Regions from separate parts of the Rattus norvegicus genome. Here region 1 is linked to region 2. A link is a contact called in public Hi-C data. All regions are on one chromosome and are shown on one strand. Each heading gives the region's core, a stretch centred on a gene start, on an enhancer-like site or on the middle of the called end of the contact. The rest is flanking DNA. Distances are from core to core; before and after follow the strand shown. Region 1 overlaps Slc39a11 (solute carrier family 39, member 11). Region 2 overlaps LOC102549836 (a long non-coding RNA gene).

Region 1 (4,382 bases), core at 995-3,494, 110 kb before region 2:
ATTCTAGCCTAGTGTCTTTAACCCTCGCCCTGCCCAGGACCAGGAAGTGTGTTGGGGACTGATGTCTTTGCTCAGAAACCCACCAGCAACTTCAGGAGAGACAGTCCTGAGAGTCTTTCTTTTGCTTCCCTAATTACCTGGACTCGATCCCAAGCCCCTCTGATCTCACCTCACTGTCTCAAAACAAGGAGGCTACCAAGCCCCGCACCCCCACCCCGTTTGCCCTAAGTGGCTAGCGGCCACTTCTCTCCCCTATCAGCAGTACAAGGGGCCCTTTATGCTCACCCCCTTCCTCCTCCACTGCTGCTTCAGCTGCCCCCACCCATGTCCCTGGCGACAGGGGCTGGACATCTTGGCAGCGGGGGCCATAGATTCACAACATGGACTCTGTTAGCCTGGAGCAACCAGGGGAGGGGCAGGCCCACGGGGCCCTGTGGGAGCCAGTGTGCTTTCCCAAGCACTCAGAGTGATGCGACTCCCTGTCTTCTCCATGGCTCCATCCATCTTCCCCCAGCAGCTGATGGGCAGATACCTCAGGGAAGGAAGCTGTTGTCTTCCAGGACGGACCACCGAAGCAGCACCCCATAGGGAGGGTGGTCTGCATCCCCATAGATTTTGCATGGTGAGCTGAGGTAGCTTTGGGACATTAGTGCCCCTTGTGGTACTGAATAAGAGCATGTGTCACCAATGGTCTGTTTACAGTGATTGACTGACCCAAGGCAGAGGTGCGGCCATTCTTTAGCAAGTGAGGGCACGTCAGTTCCGTCGTCCATCAGATTCCAAAACTCACGGAGCTAACATTTCCCGAGCTCCTTCCACATGGAGACCTTGCGTCCTGACGCAGGACACCTCGTATCCTATCTCTGCCTCCCAGCCATTTGTGTGAGAGAAGATGACGTGCTCACTTTGCAGATGTGAAATGTGCGTACGACTGCGCAGGGCAGAAGTGGGTTTTGAACCCAAACAGCCCAACTACAGAGCCTGTGCCTCTAACCACTACCCTTCTTCGCCTCTGCTGTAACCTAAAGGCTTAGAAAGTGTCCCCCGGAGTGGTAGGGAACTGGGGTCAGCTTCAGTAGGGGCAGTGTGCCAACCCCCATTGTGAGTACTCCGGATATCATCTGTAGATGTCCAGGCTCACCTGTCAAGAGCATCTTCTATCTCCCTGGGCATGCTGGGAAACAATCCCAGGCTCACCTGTCAAGAGCATCTTCTATCTCCCTGGGCATGCTGGGAAACAATCGTGTATAAAAATCACATCAGTGGGAAGCAGTCTATGCAGCCAGTCCTACAGGGAGTGGACGTTAATGTCGAGGAAGGCTTCAGTGTCTGTAGGCGCTTGCCACCATGGTGACAACTATAACCCTGAATGGCTCCCCTGCATGGCGGGTAAACGAAGAATACATAGAACGGAGGGAGGAAGAGAAGTCAGATGGAGGAAGGGAGGGATAGAGAAAGGGAGGAAGGGAGTGGGAGGGAAAGAAGGGACACCCCAGAGAGGTGGGACCAAGACGATCTGGTGGCCCCTAAGTCATGAACTGCTTGCCCGGCCCCACCTAGTGGGGCAGGTGGACAGATGGGGGTCACTGAGGAAGACAGAGATACAGAGCAGGCGTCACTTGTCCTAGAAAGTTCCAGAATGGAGGGGGAATAGCGGGGGTGGTGGGGTGGCTGATGTCTTATCTGCCAGCACTGTGGAGATCCTTACATTGCAACAAGTAATTCAGGAACTATAATGGAACCCAACTCCTCTATGAGCAGGGACACTTGCGAGAAAGGCGGTGGGGAGTTGTTGGGGGGATGGAAGGATGAGGAGGTTGGAGAGAGACAATGAGGGAGGAATAGCGACGTTGGACTGTTGCCCTCAATAACCCGGAGAAGTCTCTGCTCCAACAACCCTAAGGAATTCCTGGGGAGACCCTCCCCAGGCTACAATGTGGGCCTCCCTGACCTGGTCCCCTTTAACGTTCTAAACCACTTCCCCTTGCAAAGCCTGAAGGTCGTGTCCTGGTCCATGTCCCATCATGGCCTCATACCGGCTCCCCTTTAACTTTGTCAGTTTTGCTAGGAGGAGGTTAAAATTTGGGAGGCCAGTCCTCCTTACCCGGATCTCCCTCAGTTAAGTTTGAACCAGAGTGCAGAAAAGCAGCCGTGTTCTTCCTAACTCCTTCAGCAACCTTCGGAGCGGGGCCTGTGGGAGAGCCAGGGCTGTCCTGTATTGGAGCTATTAAATTGTCATAAGAAAGAGGCCTTTGTCGCAGGGACACAGCCCTCAGCTCAGTCACAGAGACAGATTGTGCCAGAAAACAAATAACAGAAGAGAGAGAAAAAAAGTTCAACCACAGCATTCTTTGGAACTTGGGTCACCCGCCTCCTGTCTGTTCTTAAAAGACGAATTACCTTTCATCATCCTAATTCCTACAGATAGGGTATTGACTTTTAATTCCATCCAGAACTCAGAGCCCTGTGGAGACCCTTGCCCAGACCATCCACAGGACCCACACCCTGCTCTGCCAGGCATGACCACAGGCCTGCAGGACGGGAGACAGAGGCCCCCTCAGGCCTGGACAAGCACTCAGAAGAACCAAGGCTGCAGCTGAAGGTTTCAGGCAACAGGGGTCAGTCAGCAGGACTAAGTTCTGAACACCTCAACTCACAAATCTGTGTTCAGATCCAGACTAATTTCTGCAGCCCAGGCCCAGAGGCAAAGGGTCTCTAGACCCAGGTGACCAAGGAGCCCCTGATTCCACCCCACCCTGCCCAAAGTCTTCTCAGAATATTTCTCACAAAACCCTTAGCTCCCGTAGCCAGCCTGAGCCACATATCTGTGCTCGAGACTTCCAGGAGAGACTTTAAAGGCTGTGTTGGCAGCCAGGCTGCCTTAGCAGGGGGGCTGCTCTCCTCAAGGAGACTAAGAAGACCTTGGCCACTGGGGAAGGAGGCCCACATCCTGCCTGTGAAAATGAGTGCACTCCTAAGGAGGATTTGGGGTTTGGTGCTGGGCTGGCACTCTGCCTAACTCCACCACATACTCACCCTTTTGTGATAGGAGTTCACCATGCAGCCCAGACTGGCTCCAAACCTGAGATACTCTTGTCTCTATTGCCTAGACTGCTGAGATCGCAGGCTTGTGCCAGCATGCTGTCAAGGAAGATCTTAAAAAACAAAACAAAACCATAACCCAAAAAGACGTGGCTGTGATGATAGCTCAGTCGGCAGAGTCCTTAGGTAGCATGCTCCAAGCCTTGGGTTCGAGTCCCAGCATGCTGTCCACTGGGCATAGCGGTACATGCAAGGTCATCCTAAACTAACAGGATACGTTTGAGGCCATGCTGGAATACATGAGACCCCGCCTCCAGATAAATAAGACCATTAAGAAGATACGTCCATATTAAGAGAGAGCTTGCGGTGTGTATATGGTGGCAGCTGCGGGGGAGGGGAGTATCTTGTCCTTCTCCAAGCCCCAAAGCTTCCCTTCCTGAACACAAAATCTAGGCTCCAGCTCTGACATGGTGTGTAGCATGTCAGGGTTAGGCCCCAGCCTCAGCTGTTCCCAGAAGGAAGGCTAAGAAAGGGGAGCCCAGGAAGCCCCACCGCTGTGCCCTCTGCCCTTCTGTAGGGGCCATGTTCTCCCAGATAGGCATCTTCTGTCTCTGAGTGCAGGGCCTCTGGCCAAAGACCGGGGAAGTCAGCTCAGGTGGATGGCAGTTGTGTCCACAGGAGTGCAGAATCCAGAGCAGAGTGACATTCAAGTGCCTTGATCCAAAGGCAAGAAAATGACATTTTTCTCTCCTCTGTGGTAGTTCTCTCAGCTTGTGATGCTGTGCCTGCATATGTGTACATGGTCGCTTTGACTTCTATTCAGAGTGAAATATACGTGAATGACACTAACTTACACAGTTGTTTTCTGTGATCTACGACCACACTGCTGTACAGCCAACACTGCCACCCATCTCAAGAACTCCCTATCTTGTCCCAAGCTATACCCTGTGCCCATTTGACACCACTCCTCCCTCCTTCCTGGCACCTAGGTTTTCTGCCTTCTCTCTCTACACAGATGACTGCCCTAGAGATGCCTGTGAGTATTTGTCCCTTTGCGTCTGACCCCTGTCACTTAGCATAATCTTCCTGAGGCTCATCCATGAGGTAGCCTGTGCCAGTCTCCTTCCTTTTCAAGGCTGAGTCACGGTCACTCTCACGAATGGACCATATTTTGTTTCTCTATTCACCTGTCAGGGGGCAATCATTTTATCCCCCTTAGCCCTTGTGAGCAACATTGCAAGGGTGTGACATAATGATGTAAACATCTCTCTGAGGCCATGCTTTCAATTCTTCTCCGAGTCTAGGAAAAAGTTGCTAAGGCACTGTGATTTAACCAGTAA
Region 2 (4,424 bases), core at 210-2,709:
AACATCTGGCCCAGGCAGAGGAAGAGGAAACGAGCTTGAGCAAAGTACCATAGCCAGAACCCCAGACTTCCCTGGGGCTCCCAGCCAGAACACAGGGGAGGAACCGTGAGATGACTCTAGGCTGCAACACCGAGACAGACTGCACCAGAACACTGACTCGCAGGCAAGGGAGGCCACTGCGTTCTTAGAGAGGTTCACCAGGGATGGGAGGGGTAATCTTTACTGTTACCCTGACTGGATTCAGAGTCACCTAGGAAACGCACTTGTGGGTGTGTGTCTGTGAGAGTTTTTCCAGAGTTTGAACTGAGGAGGGGAGGTTTGCCCATCCTTTTTGGCGGGGCTCAGGACTGACTCCTAGGGAGACACTGAGTTGACACCAGCATTTATCTCTCCTGCTTCCTGATAACAGACACAGGCAGCCTTCACACTCCCTCTGACAGGACTTCCCCACCACTCTCCCTTAAACCTCGATTCAGTCAACCTCTTCTTCTGTAAGTTGCTTTCCTCACACCACACCAGAGCCCTCAGAGTCATCCCCCTCAGAGCCTCTTCTTGTCCTGCACTTCCTGGCAGGGACTGGGGGATGAGAGTCTTGCAAGAGTGCCTTAGGCAGGTGCCTAAGCGGGAGAGCAGAGTACACACAGGATGGTTGGCCTCCGTGAGGAGACAGGAGATCATGGTATAGAGTTGTGACTGGCCAGGTACGCAAAGGTGGGGAATGTGACCTGGGCAAGTGACCTGCGTGGATTGTTCGTGCAGAGGTGACAACCTGAGACCAGGAGCGGGAGTGGGGTGGAGGGACACGTGGTCGTCTCATGCACTCACTCAGTGGTCTCTCTTCCTGGCTCATGTGTGGGGTTTGCAGAATTGCGGAGTGCAGGGTTTGAGGTCTCCTTTCTTAACCCTTTCTTTCCCATTTGTTACTATCGAGGCACAAGGTGCTTGTGTGTGTGTGTGTGTGTGTGTGTGTGTGTGTGTGTGTGTGTGTGCGTCCACATGTATGTGTAGCCTTGTGGGTATGTGGAGGTCAAAGGGACATGTCAGGTACCCTACCTGCTCTATCCCTCTCCCCCGACTCCTATAAGACAGAATCTCTCACTGGAGCTAGGCTGTGAACCAGCAAGCCCCAGCAATCATCCTGCCTCTGCATCCCCAACCCAAGGATCCCGGCACCGACACACTGACCCCAGGCTCTGTACGAGGGTGCTGGGCTCTGAGCTCAGGTCCTCACGCCTTCGCAGCAAACTCTCGGCCTAGCATCTCCCCAGCTCGCTGACTTCATTTGCGTTTGCATAGTTACTGGTGCTACATGGTCTTTCTCTAGTTTACCATTTGTCCTGACTGGGTCTTTGGTACCTGGTTGGAGGCTGCACAGGCAGCTGTGTGTAAGGGCTATGCATTGACAGTGGGAGAGACAGTGAGAGAGAAAGGGGTTCCTGATGAGGCAGCAGTCACGGCCAGCAGTGTCCAGCCGTGAACCTGGGGCTGTACGGGCATATCTCGGCCGGCCTCCATCTTCTCCTTGCTCTCTGCCTTCCAGCTCTGCGTCTTTTGAGCATTCTGGAACATTCTGGCACAGGGCCATAGCTATAGGGCTGTTTGTTCCTGTAAGTGGATGCGCAGGCTCGGTGTTCCTGGGGACCCTTTCTCTGTCTCTCCGCCCTCTGCTAGTGCCATGCTCCCATCCTGGGCAGTTGGCTTTGGGAGTCCTTCCGGGTGCTGAACCTTGGTCCTCCCTTCACAGCCTCACTCTTCTCTTCGGCCTTCAGAGGGCAGCGTGTTAAGCAAACACCTCCTTCAAAAGAGAAAAGCTGCATTGTCCTCTTCCCAGTTCATGGCCCAGCCTCAAGAGCAACTGCCCTGGCTCATGGAGCTAAGTGGAGCTACAGTGTGTGCGTGTGTGTGCGTGTGTGTGTGTCTGTGTGTCTGTGTGTCTGTGTGTGTGTGGTGTGGTGTGTGTGTTTGTGTGTATGTGGTGTGGTGTGTGTGTGTGGTGTGTGGTGTGTGTGTGCACGTGTGTGTGTGTCTGTGTGTGTGGTGTGGTGTGTGTGTGGTGTGTGGTGTGTGGTGTGTGTGTGCGTGTGTGTGTGTGTGTGTCTGTGTGTGTGTGTGGTGTGGTGTGTGTGTGTGGTGTGTTTAGTGTGTGTGTGTCTGTGTGTGTGTCTGTGTGTGGTGTGTGTGTGGTGTGTGGTGTGTTTGTGTGTGTGTGGTGTGGTGTGTGGTGTGTGTTTGTGTATGTGTGTGTGTGGTGTGTGTGTGTATGTGTGGTGTGTGGTGTGTGTGTGGTGTGTATGTGGTGTGTATGTGTGGTATGTGGTGTGTGTGTGTGGTGTGTATGTGTGGTATGTGGTGTGTGTGTGGTGTGTATGTGTGGTATGTGTGTGGTGTGTGTGTGTGGTATGTGTGGTGTGTGTGGTATGTGTGTGTGGTGTGTGTGTGTGTGGTGTGTGTGGTGTGGTGTTGTGTGTATGTGTGGTGTATGTGTGGTATGTGTGGTGTGTGTGTGTGGTATGTGTGGTGTGTGTGGTATGTGTGTGTGGTGTGTGTGTGGTGTGTGTGTGTGTGGTGTGTGTGGTGTGGTGTTGTGTGTATGTGTGGTGTATGTGTGGTATGTGTGGTGTGTGTGTGTGGTGTGTATATGTGGTGTCTATGTGTGGTATGTGTGTGTGTGGTATGTGTGTGTGGTGTGTTTGTGTGGTGTGTGTGTGGTGTGTGTGTAGTGTGGTGTGGTGTGTATGTGTGGTGTGTGTGTAGTATGTGTGGTGTGTATGTGTGGTGTGTGTATGTGTGGTATGTGTGGTGTGTGTGGTGTGTATGTGTGGTGTATATGTGTGGTGTGTGTGTGTGTGTGTGTGTGTGTGTGCGTGCTTGTGTGTGTATACGACCTTTTAAAGACATAAACAGCAGAAACACATGAGCTGACTCATGCATCCCTAGATAATTCTTTCCTGAGACACCATGAGGCTGGGGGAGAGGGAACACGGTCCTCTCAGCCAGTTGTATTCAGCAGTGTCCAAGGGAGACTCAAGGGAAGCCCATGGAGTTGGATGCAGGCCTCCTTCTCACCTTCTGAGCCCACAGACAAACCCAGACTGTTTTCCCAAGCAGTCCTCTGTAACCAGATCCCAGGTCGTCCTCTTTCCCTCTTACCACCTCCCAGCGCTGCGTCTTAGCCCCTCATTCATCCACAGGCAGGTCCTTTCCATTGCCGGTTCCTCTCTTCCTCATCTTGGGGTTTCCCGGTTACTCAGCCCCCTGTGTGATCAATGCCAGGCAGGCAGTGTCTGTCAGAGCCCAAGGCAAGAGAGATGAGCTTGCCCCCGGGGAGCTGGTCCTGTGTTTGGTTCCACTCTTACATCATTGAGCACCTGGGACATTCATGGTCCTATAGGCTCCAACTTTCCCTTGCTTAAATATCCATTAAAACAAGAAAACACACACACACACACACACACACACACACACACACACACACACACACACACAAACCTGCCTTTACCCCGGGACCTCATGCATGCTCCGCAAGCTCCCCTTTGATTCACTCCGTCCCCAGCATGTTTCAAGAGTTGTTGACCTTACTGTGGTGTGAGAGAAATGCTCTCCATGTAAACCTCACCTTCCGATTAGAATCTGCCTCTTTTCCTGGGTTGGCTGTCCTGTGGCCCCATCCTCAGCCCCCTCCATGATGCTTGGGCAAGGGTAGCCAGCTACAACCCCCTAGCCCACTGTGCTGTGCCCCTAAGTTGGGGTGTGTGGCAAGATGGCTGAATTAAGTATCTTTTCGATGTTAAGTATCTTTTTTGGTTTCCATTGCGTTCAGAGGCTGTAAGTTTGTCATGCATAGAAGGACACCTGCATGTGGCCTTCTGTCTCTCCCGGCTCTCTGAGCTCTCTTATACCATTGGCTTCAAGACAGTTGTTCTGGGGTTGGGGGGGAGGAGTTCCCCTCACAGAAGGAGGCTTCCAGATGCCAGTTACCCTGACTAGTGAGGCCAGAAGCTTTAGGATCAAGAGGAGGGTCCTGGATGCCAGAGGGGCTGCTCTTACCCCAGGGCTTGGGCTCCTTCCTGGGCTCCTCCTTGGATGCGGCCACAGTGTTGGTTCTTTGGTTGTTCTTTGGATGGGTGCTCTCTGGAGCAAAGCCTATGGTTCTCTATATTCTGTCTCTGTTCGTTGGGACTTGCATGGGCTTTGATGGACCTATTCTTGCGGTTGACACAGCGCCACTCTCTGCTAGGGAGTCATTTCGGGGGAGATTGTTTTTGACAAGAGACTCGAAGTAAAAAGGAGGTTGAAGTCCGGGGCATCCAAACTCTTGGGTATGGCGCCCTCTAGTGTCCAGGTAGCATCATTACAAATGCATCTATAAATCTACCAGTTTTCTGCTGTCCTGAAAATCCGGCCCTTCCTTTTCTCACTGGAGT

What was found. A called contact is a pair of places that touch in the nucleus more often than the background predicts.
Region 1: a contact with region 2 is called in a Hi-C map of psoas muscle, with 3 times the contacts expected there. The contact joins two enhancer-like sites. A contact is called at or near these places in 10 of 12 Hi-C or Micro-C datasets (the A7r5 cell line, the Rat2 cell line, Schwann cells and 6 more) and 1 of 1 datasets of contacts at active chromatin or transcription factors (oligodendrocytes).

The regions. Positions count from the first base shown.
Region 1 is chr10:98,820,218-98,824,599 of GRCr8, reverse strand. The region is part of intron 7 of Slc39a11 (solute carrier family 39, member 11); the gene reads left to right. Among named protein-coding and RNA genes, the nearest start is that of Mir297, 110 kb to the right of the region's middle. Within about 2 kb of position 2,244, at least 44 of the 93 cell types and tissues checked have an H3K27ac peak or open chromatin away from gene starts, as enhancers often do.
Region 2 is chr10:98,704,931-98,709,354 of GRCr8, reverse strand. The region is part of intron 1 of LOC102549836 (a long non-coding RNA gene); the gene reads left to right. Among named protein-coding and RNA genes, the nearest start is that of Mir297, 8.6 kb to the left of the region's middle. Within about 2 kb of position 1,459, at least 2 of the 93 cell types and tissues checked have an H3K27ac peak or open chromatin away from gene starts, as enhancers often do.